3 separate regions of the Mus musculus genome follow, and regions 1 and 3 are each linked to region 2. The links are chromatin contacts, called in public HiChIP or PLAC-seq and promoter capture Hi-C maps. All regions are on one chromosome and are shown on one strand. The core of a region is the stretch at or near the end of the contact, and the rest is flanking DNA. Distances in the headings are between cores, read along the strand shown. Region 1 holds the start of Mical2 (microtubule associated monooxygenase, calponin and LIM domain containing 2). Region 2 holds the start of Parva (parvin, alpha). Region 3 has its middle 19 kb from the start of Gm40451.

The links. HiChIP or PLAC-seq counts read pairs in DNA pulled down with a chosen protein or histone mark. Capture Hi-C pulls out chosen DNA fragments and counts their contacts.
Region 1: a contact with region 2 is called in a promoter capture Hi-C map of pancreatic islet. The contact joins the promoter of Mical2 here to the promoter of Parva in region 2. A contact is called at or near these places in 1 of 115 datasets of contacts at active chromatin or transcription factors (pancreatic cancer cells) and 1 of 9 other capture datasets (pancreatic islet).
Region 3: an H3K27ac HiChIP or PLAC-seq map of extraembryonic endoderm stem cells shows a contact between it and region 2, with 4 times the contacts expected there. The contact joins the enhancer-like site here to the promoter of Parva in region 2. A contact is called at or near these places in 6 of 39 promoter capture datasets (cranial neural crest, frontonasal cranial neural crest, liver and 2 more), 16 of 115 datasets of contacts at active chromatin or transcription factors (cardiomyocytes, craniofacial prominence, embryonic basal ganglia and 11 more) and 2 of 9 other capture datasets (adipose tissue and embryonic stem cells).

What each region holds. Positions count from the first base shown.
Region 1 is chr7:112,223,885-112,227,103 of GRCm38.p6, forward strand. It overlaps Mical2 (microtubule associated monooxygenase, calponin and LIM domain containing 2), which reads left to right and starts at 1,952. Exons shown (of 26, transcript NM_001193305.1): 1 at 1,952-2,137.
Region 2 is chr7:112,426,350-112,429,637 of GRCm38.p6, forward strand. It overlaps Parva (parvin, alpha), which reads left to right and starts at 1,357. Exons shown (of 13, transcript NM_020606.5): 1 at 1,357-1,751. The coding sequence starts at 1,616.
Region 3 is chr7:112,654,753-112,657,652 of GRCm38.p6, forward strand. No RefSeq gene overlaps it. Among named protein-coding and RNA genes, the nearest start is that of Gm40451, 19 kb to the right of the region's middle. Within about 2 kb of position 1,524, at least 44 of the 459 cell types and tissues checked have an H3K27ac peak or open chromatin away from gene starts, as enhancers often do. A contact at or near this core is called in adipose tissue, extraembryonic endoderm stem cells, heart atrium and 2 more, where this site is marked.

The DNA.
Region 1 (3,219 bases), core at 702-3,201, 200 kb before region 2:
AGAACTTCTGTCCTAGCCCAGACCTATGGTACATGCACGTAATCTCCACATTTGGGAGGATGAGGCAGATAATTGTTGAGATTTGAGGTCATCGTGGAGTACACAGTGATGGAGACCAGCCTAGAGTACACCCTGAAATCTTGTCTGGAGAACTCTCTGTTCTGAGCAGTGCTATCATTGCTTAGTTGGCTCACAGTGCTCCTGAGCACGTCAGGCTTGTTTTGATCTGAAGACAGAATGTTGTGCTGTGTCAGACCATGAGGCTGACTAGAGAATAACGTGGACTATGCCTCCCCCACAGCCACCTATATTCAGTCACCTGGGCACCTGCTCCAGAGTGACAGCTGGTTAAATGAATGAATGCTTCTCCTCCATCTCTATCTCCACACTGCCTGGGCTCAGCCAAGTAGCTATGAGCCTTGCCCACTGAAGCCAAGCTGTGGACAGAGGTCATGCAATTTCCTAATTAAGTAATAACTTAAAAAGGCAGGGCCAGGTCATTCAGGTCGCCTTTCCCTGACAGCAGCCAGATGTGAGCTCTATAGTGTGCTCAGATCAATTGGCAGTTCTTCTAGAGATCTTACAAGTCCAGGGTTCTCGGAGGCCCAGGAATGGCTATAGAGGCCTCACTTCACGGTTGTGTATGTTGACTTGGAATCAGTTCCCCGTTTAAATACAGACACGTTAATATGCACACGGTCTTGGTAAATGACTCTGTATTACAGATCTCAGTTCCCCCATCTGTGAAAGGGGATGAGGATATTGAAAAGATCAATCTCTAGGTCTGGGTTTAAATGAGATGATGCATGGAAGGTGTTCATTGATTGGTGGTGACATGGTTAGAGTCCCACCAGAGTCAAGTACTGTCCCTCTTAGAGTCAGTGATGAGTTTTGCAGACTGAGTGGGGTTGAGTACCAGGTATAAAAACGCATCCACAGAAGTGGAGTGAATCCTAAGGACGCTGAGAGGCAAACTCTGAGAAACCCCAAGGCCTGGATGATGGAAACGCAAAGAGTATAGAAAAAGACGGGCCCCAGGTTTGGGGGTGGAGGAATTGCTGCCTGCACTTGCCTGGCCAAGGGGCATGCTCTCCAGAGGGTGGTACCCGGGGAATTCCAGCAGCCTGGAGTCATGGTACTGTTTGCCTTCGCCGCCCAAGCCTGCCTGCTTTCCTCCCGCTGGGTCAGCTCAGTTTCAAGAACATTTATGGACTCTGCATTGGGCCAAGCTGAATGATGGGCTGCGGGCCCCAGGGGTGAGTCAGTCCACTTGAATCCTATTTTCACTGCTGTCGCAGTGTCCGTATGAATTTCTCAGGACTTCGAGCCCGAACCATTCATTCAGAATTTTCGCTGAAACTGTGAGAGGCATGGTCATTCATGAAAGCGATCAGAAACAGGGGTTAGCCATTCGACAGCCAAGAAAGAGAAAGTGCGAGCGACCCAGTCAGTGCGATTGGTCTGTGTCACTACCCCATTTCCCACAGCTTTAGCCCAAGCAAGGCCAGTTCAAGAGAAGACCCAAGCAAGGAAGATTGCATGCAGAAAAGCAAGAAATGAGGGCCCAAGAAGGCCAGGCAGTCCTAGAAGTCCTTTGCTGTTCCCTCCAGTCCAGAAGGGACAGTGAGGCTGTCTTTCCAGCTGCCTAGGCAAAGCTTCGGGAGGCCCAGCTTTCCCCTCTCCCTGGACACCAGAACACCAAGGCCGGGTGTTCGTCTCATAGCAGCCCAGGGCTGGGTCTTCGACCTGTGGCCAGGGTGGGAGCGGCTAGGGCAGGGCTTCAGCCCACGTGCGTCCGAAGCTGCAATGGTGACAGCAACCCCCAGCCTGGTACTAACTGGGAGGGCGCTGGGGTGGGTTCCGCGCTGCATGACCATTGGTCGCGCGTCTCAAGCATGGGGTGGAGCCTCGCCTTCGGAGGCCCTGTCATTGGCCGAACCTCGATGGAGGCGTGTCCCAATCGGATCCTCCGCGGCTCACAGAACCGCAGGCACCCGGCCGGCTCAGCCTGCGCCGGGCCGCCTCGCTAGCTCCGGGCTCGGCAGGCGGCCCGCTGGGTCCCGGATTTCTGCGCCCTCAGACAGAGGACAAGAAAGGCAGGTGTTGACCTGAGGCCTGGAGGCCCGCGAGACCTTGGGTAAGACGGAGTGGGAGAAGGCTCCGGGGTGTGCGGGAGCGGGTGGGGACTGTGCCAGTCCCGGCTGGACTCCGCGCCCTACTGGACGCCCCGGAGGGTCAGGTGCGGCAGTTCCGTCCGGGATCTCAGACCCACCTGCGGGGTGCGCCGTGGGCTCTTCACCAATCAAAACTGTCATTCTAACCTCAGAAAACCCAACACACGCGCATAGTAGGCGCCCTTCAGCAGCAGGGTCGCCTGTCATCGTTCAGGGGAACGTCCCCAAACTTTGCTCTGTGCGATCTAGGCTCCCGTACCTTTCCCATCCTCTAACAGAGCGCCTTGCTTATTTTTATTTTATTATTATATTTTTCTGCTTCCTTTCTTCTCCTCCCTCCTTGATAACAGGAAGTTGGGCCAAATGTCAGTGGCCTGGCCAGCGGCGGGCTGGAACTCGGGCTGGTTGCTTGGCCGGTGGCGACGCTCCGAGGGTCCTGCGCTGCTGTTCCCTCTAGCTTGGGACCCCTGACAGCCTGTGCTTGTCCCTGCCCAGGAGCATCCTACCCTCGTGTCCTGCTCTGTCAGTGGCTAGCTGGCCCTGGGCTGGGGTCTCCCTTGCAGCCTCTGCCTGCTGCAGCTGTTCGGAGAGGGCGGGGTTAATTTATCCCAGGCCAGCCTCAGTCTTAGCCTCACCCTCACCGGCGGAGCTGGGAAGGGCCTGTACTGGACCGGGAAGAGGCGTGTTGAAACCAGAGTACTCTCCTGTCTCCTTCCACATTGTTTATTCTGGGCCTGGGTTTCTAAAGCGGAAAGAGCTCTCGTTTGCAAGGCCTTTCGCTGTCCACTATGTCTTAGGTGGTTTAGTGGGAGGATAAAGTCAGTAGCCCTTATGGATAGACCCGGAGAGAAGAAAGCTGGAGGTCAATTGGCCTTCCGCATTTGCCTCCTGAGTTCTCAGGTACCTGTGTCCTCTGCGTGCCAGCAATCTCCGCGAGGGGTGGGGGTGGGGGCAGTGGACCTAAAGCGTGGGACACCAGGATAGCCCCTGTTCATGTCCCAGGGGTTTCAAAGGTGATCAGTGCTGCCTTCTTCAGGCACAAGGA
Region 2 (3,288 bases), core at 107-2,606:
GACTGCTACCTTACAGGTAAAATAAACCCTCTCCTCTCTAGGTTGCTTCCGGTTCTGGGATTTATCAGAACAATAGGAAGGAAGTTAAGACACACATTCTCATCACCAACATGCATGTCACTCATCAACACGTGCCTCTGGCTGAGAACAGACACTGCTGCCTAGCTGGGCACTAGATCACAACCTAGTGCCCAACTGCTGGACCGATTTCTCCAGCTCAGTTCAAAATCTTGCTCCCTCTGAGTCAGAGGTTCAGTCAGATTCCATCAGTGTGTGTAGTGTACATGTGGAAAGCCCTCCTCAGAGCAAGACAGCCACCATCTTCATCTAAGCAGATGTGAGAACTTGCGACCTCCCTTCCCACTCGACTCCTGACCTAGAGACCGACCCTGTTTATTGATGTTCCCTTATAGAAGGATGGAGCAGGGACAGTCACTGAATTTTCATCTCAATTCTGGCCACTCCCTCTTGTAACCCTACTAGGTCATTCTGTCCTAATTCCACGTGGTCACTGGAGGTGTTAGAGTAGTAGTCTGTTGAAGATTAGCTGAAGGGGATTCCATTTAGACAGTTAGGGGAAGTCATCCGCCCTGGGGTAGAAATTTGCAGTAGTGCAGCTGCTTTGGGGCCCGCCCACATTCCTGTAGGTGACTCCTTCCCCAGGCTCTGTAAGTCTGATAAACTCATTGGATCCCAAGCTTGATTTCAGGGAAAAGGTAATTTGGTGGTGGTGCTCTGGGAAGGAGACATAGATATTTGTTTATGCCCCATCACGGAAAGAGCTGTGGAAACAGTTATGTAACTCTTCCCGCTGGTGTATGACCAAGGTATCCTGAAAGAATGGGAAAGAGATGGTCAAGCCACAACTTAGGACGAAGAAGCACAGTAAAAGTACGCAGGACTCCTAAACATCTCCAGCATGAATCTTTAAAACTGCCTGGTGTGACTCCAGCGTCAGGTCAAGAGAGTCTGGAACTAATTCTATTGCTCTTGGCTAGATAGATGAGCGTCTGCCGTCGTGGACTTCCAGCTTTGTTTGAGTGTGGACAGGAGAAGGTGGAAGTCCGCAGATTCATGCAGAAGTTGAACGGGAAGTCTGTTGGGACCAGAGCCCATTTTAGATCCTTGACTTCTTTGTGAGACAAAAGTACTAACAGTATAGGAACCCATCCATGCAGGAGGTAGAGCAAGAGACCGCAGCAGCTGGGAAATAGGGTCACAGGGCTGATTCCCTGCGGATTCTGACGCGTGTGTGTGTGTGTGTGTGTGTGTGTGTGTGTGTGTGTGTGTGTATGCAAAGCAGAGAAGTGAAGGCTTCCAAGCTCCAGATAAGACCTCACGTCCCCCTAGCATGCACTTGCCCCTGCGTCTATAGCCCCCAGCAAGCGGCAAGCCAGGGCATCCTCGTAGCCAGGGCAGCCCTGGGCACGGGGGCCCCAGGCGCAGCAGCTCCTCGCAGGGCGGAGGGCGGCGCGAGGGAGGGAGCGAGGGACGGGAAAGGCGAGCGAGCTGCCTCAAATGCCTGGAATAATTCCGCTTCCGTTTGGAAAGCCGCAGCCTCAGTCCCGCCGCCGCCCGCCGCGGCCGCCCAGCTCCAGCTCCGCGTCCAGCCGCCATGGCCACATCCCCACAGAAGTCGCCCTTGGTCCCCAAATCACCCACTCCCAAGTCGCCTCCGTCCCGCAAGAAGGATGACTCGTTCTTGGGGAAACTCGGAGGGACGCTGGCCCGGAGGAAGAAAGCCAAAGAAGGTAGGAACAGCCGAGGCCGTGGGCGCTGCAGGGATCGGGAGCCTGGAAGTGGGAGACCCCCCTGGCAGTGCCTGGGCGCGCCTCTCAGTGTCCCCATGTCGCCTCCAAAGCCCTAACCGGGTCGGTGTCATCTCTGGTCCACAGGCGGAGCCCAGGCTTTGGGTGGCTGTTGTCCCAGAGCCCAGGCCCAGCCGGTCCCCTGTGCTCTCCCCTAGGCCGCTGTCCCCGCCCTCTGCGCGCCCGAGGACTGGCATTTGCCAAGTTTCTGCTGGAAAGTTTTCTCGGGCGCCGTCATTCCCCGCTCTCAGCCTTCATTGGTCTGTTGCGCCGTCGTTTCCTGGGCGCCTTCAGGTCTTTTGCTGCAGCTGCAATGGCCTCCTTGGATCTCTCGCGGGCTCCCTGGACTTGTGTGGACTTTGATGATCTGTATAAAATGTTAGTTGACTGACTGAGAGAAGAACGTGCCGAAGTTGGGGGGGGGGGGATTGAGGAATGGTGAGATAAACTCACTACACCTAAGGACTGTGACCCTGCTGTGAACCTGGACATTCCATTCCAAGTTTTATTTAAAGAAAAAGAAAAGATTTCTTTTTCCCACCACAGTGAATTGCAGCAATCTCATTTTTTGTTTCCAGAATAGTTTCTGTGGAAAGTACTTTTTCCCCCGTAGGCAGAATTTACAACTCACATTTGGGCGTAGGAAATGCAGTGATGATTCTAAAAATCAATGTGGCGATAGGTGTGTGAATAAAAAGGGGTTTAAAATGTTTTCCTCTTTGGCATGGCTGGGATTGGATTTAGAGGGCCTTAGGTCTACTGCGTGAGCACCGCGGTCTTATTCTTTCTCTTTTGAGACTCTTTAGCCTTGTGCTTAGTCTTGTGTAGCCCAGGCAGAACTTTGTGGTCCTCCTGCCTCGGCTTCCAAAGTATTTGGGATTACAGGCCTGCCCAGCTTGGTGTTAATTGATTGTTCTTTTCTGTGGTACTGGGGGTTGATCTTAGGGACTCTGATGTTAAGCAAGTGTTTTACCGACACGGTGTTTCTAGCCCAAGTCTCCAGATCATTTCAGGAGTTTACTTTAGTAGGTCTGAGGTGATGAACTAGGAAATGTCTCATGTTCTTAGTCTCCTGAAGTATGGAAAGCACTTTGGTGTTTAATTAGCAAACTCAGTGCATGAGCTAAGTGTCTGTTGTCTAGATTGTGGCATGAATCTAAAAATCACCTCACCCCCAAGTGGTTGTTGTACCTAGTCCCCCCTTATTTCTAACAGAATGACTCCAGGATGCTCATCGAATGGCCAATACTATGAGCTCTTCTGAGCCTGATATAGTGTGCTTTTCCCTGGACATGTATATGGTAAAGTTTAACCTGTATGTTAGGCACAGTAAGAGGTTAACATGGCTGAGATGGCTAAGTGGGTAAAGGCACGTGCCACTCCAGACTGGGGATTTAGATCCTATGTAAGGTAGAAGAAAAGAGCTGACTCCACAAAGTTGACCTCTGACCTGTGCCAGAATACCCACATACATGCATCA
Region 3 (2,900 bases), core at 274-2,773, 230 kb after region 2:
AGGTTTGAGGCCTGCCTGGGGATTGTAGCACAGTAGAAGCTTGTTTGCCTACCATGAGTGAGACCTTAGGTTCAATCTCCAGTACTACAAAAAACTAAAACAAAAGAGCAACAATAACAACTAAAACCAGACAACACACTAAATTACGCACCACACACACACACACTGTAAATGCACAAAATGTTCCATAATTGCCACCCTTTGTTCTTATATGGAACTAATGGGGGGGAGCACTGAATATGGATTCAGAAAGAGATTTGTGGCATCCCAAGACCTCTCCCACTTTCCTATATGGTCTCTCTTCCCTCTTCTCTGGACCTACTCACATTATCATTTGATGAACAAATTATCAAATTATGTGTTAAAAATATGAGTCGGGGGCTAGAGAGATGGCTCAGCAGATAAGAGCACTGACTGCTCTTCTGAAGGTCCTGAATTCAATTCCCAGCAATCACATGGTGGCTCACAACCATTTGTAATGAGATCTGAGGCCCTCTTCTGGTGCATCTGAAGACAGCTATAAGGTACTTATTTATAATAATAAATAAATCTTTGGGCCAGAGCTAGCAGGGACTGAGCTAGTGGAGTTGACTTGAGTGAGCATGGCCAACCAGAGCAAGCAGAGGTCCTAAATTCCATTCCCAACAACCACATGAAGGCTCACAACCTTCTGTACAGCTACAGCGTACTCATATTCATTAAGTAAATAAATAAATAAATAAATAAATAACTCTTAAAGTGTCAGGGGGCTAGAACAATGGCTGAGTGGTTAAGAACTTGCTGCAAGATCTTCCAGTTGATCAGAATTCGGATCCCAGCACCCACACTACAGCTTACAACTGTCTGTAACTACAGTTCTAGGAGATATGACGCCCTCTTCTGGCCTCCACAGAGACTGCGCACACATGGCGCATATATATATATATATATATATATATATATATATATATATATATATATATATGTGTGTGTGTGTGTGTGTGTGTGTATGTATATATATATATATATATATATATACACACATACATACATATACACACACATAGACCATAGACACACAAACATACACACATACATGAAGGCAACATACTCATACATATAACATTTAAAAATATCCTCAGGCCATATTAAAAAAAAATCAGCAAAGATAAAGATTGAGAACAAATTGTAAATACTTGTTAACAACCACATGTTCCAAAGCTTGTCCATCATTTTCTTTGTGTCACAAACACACACAGGAGACACAGGAGCTCATGCAAAAACACATACTTCATATACATGCACACGTTCAGGCTCTCTCTCCTTCTTAGTAGCCAGGACTTGCAACTTCTTAGAAACATGGATTCAGCTTGAGGCCAATTTTCACGGAACATTCTCTTCATTTCTTCCTTCCCTGACCTTTCACAGAAAGCCCATGCAGCCTTAGAAAGCGGCAGGCTTCTCCCCACTCTCCCCACATGGTCTGTACACTGTTTGGCGTCTGGCCTCTCCTGGCTGCGTCTGGTCTCAATGGAATGTGCTTATCAGTCTCACTCCCGGAAAACGAAGCCAAACAGCCCAGTACCCTGGTAGCTAAGAGGCTTGTACAAGCATGTGACATGTCATCAACAAGTGAGCTGACACAGATTCTTCAGGTTCCTTATCTGCCTATAACTTCTACCAGACCGACGTATCTCCCCACGTGCACCCACTCCTCCAAACTCTGTGCTTCCCACATCCACCTCACTCTCTCTTCTGCTCAGCCTATTAGCATCCATTGATTGACATTACAGCTGACAGTGATGACTGGACCAGTGGAGCTCCCTGGCACAGCTTTGTCATCCCCCGGAGGCTAGAGCATGGGGTAATGGGAGGACTTTGGTGTTGCACAGACTTGGCTCTGAGTCCAACTTCCTTTGAAGAGTATTTTTAACATGTCTTCATATCTCTGAACCTGTTTCCTCATCCGTGGAATGCAGAGCTCATCTCTGCCCCGCCAGGCGTTGGTGGGAAATAAGAAGACACACACTACAGATCATACTTTATATTGTCAGCATCATTGTTTTGCCCTAAGGATAGTTACGGTCACCTAGCAGAAACCTAGAACAAATCATGCTCTTTTTGCATCTGCAATTCGGTTGGTTAATTTTTTGTTTGTTTGCTTGCTATTGTTGTTGTTTTTTATTGTTGTTGTGTGGCATTAGAGAGATGGCTCAGCCATTAAGAATGGTGACTAATATTCTAGAGGACGCAGGTTTGACTCCCAGTATTCATTTTGTGGCCCACAACCACCTCTAACTCCAGTTCCATGGGATTCAATACCCTCTTCTGGCCTCTGTGGACACCAGGCTTCTACATAATGCACAGACATACTGGTAGGCAAAACACCCAAACACAAAAAAATAAAATAATGTATAAATTATGGGATGTAGAAACATCAATCCATCTTTTTAAAAGACTGTAGCACAGGGCTGTTGATGCATTTTAACTATATTTTTCTCATTGATTGGCTTTTCCCACCTTGAAGGTGAATGTAGCTAAAAGTACTTTCTCTCTCTCTCTCTCTCTCTCTCTCTCTCTCTCTCTCTCGTGTATATCTGTGTGTCTGTGTCTGTGTATGCATGTGAGAACAGCTTGGGTTGTCAGTCCTTGCTTTTCACCTTGTTTGGGGCAGGATCTCTTTTGTTTTTCTACTGTACATACCAGGCTAGCTTGCCTGAAGATTTTGGGGGTTCTGTCTCTGCCTCACTACAGGCACTGGGATTACAGATGATCATGACCCGTGTCCGGCCTTTACACAGGTTCTGGAGATCTGAACTCAAGTCTCATCCTTACACAGCCAGTACCTTACATACCGAGGCATCTCCTCCTTAGGCCTTTCATCAGTATTCCACTAAGAATTTTGGAGGGACAATAGTATA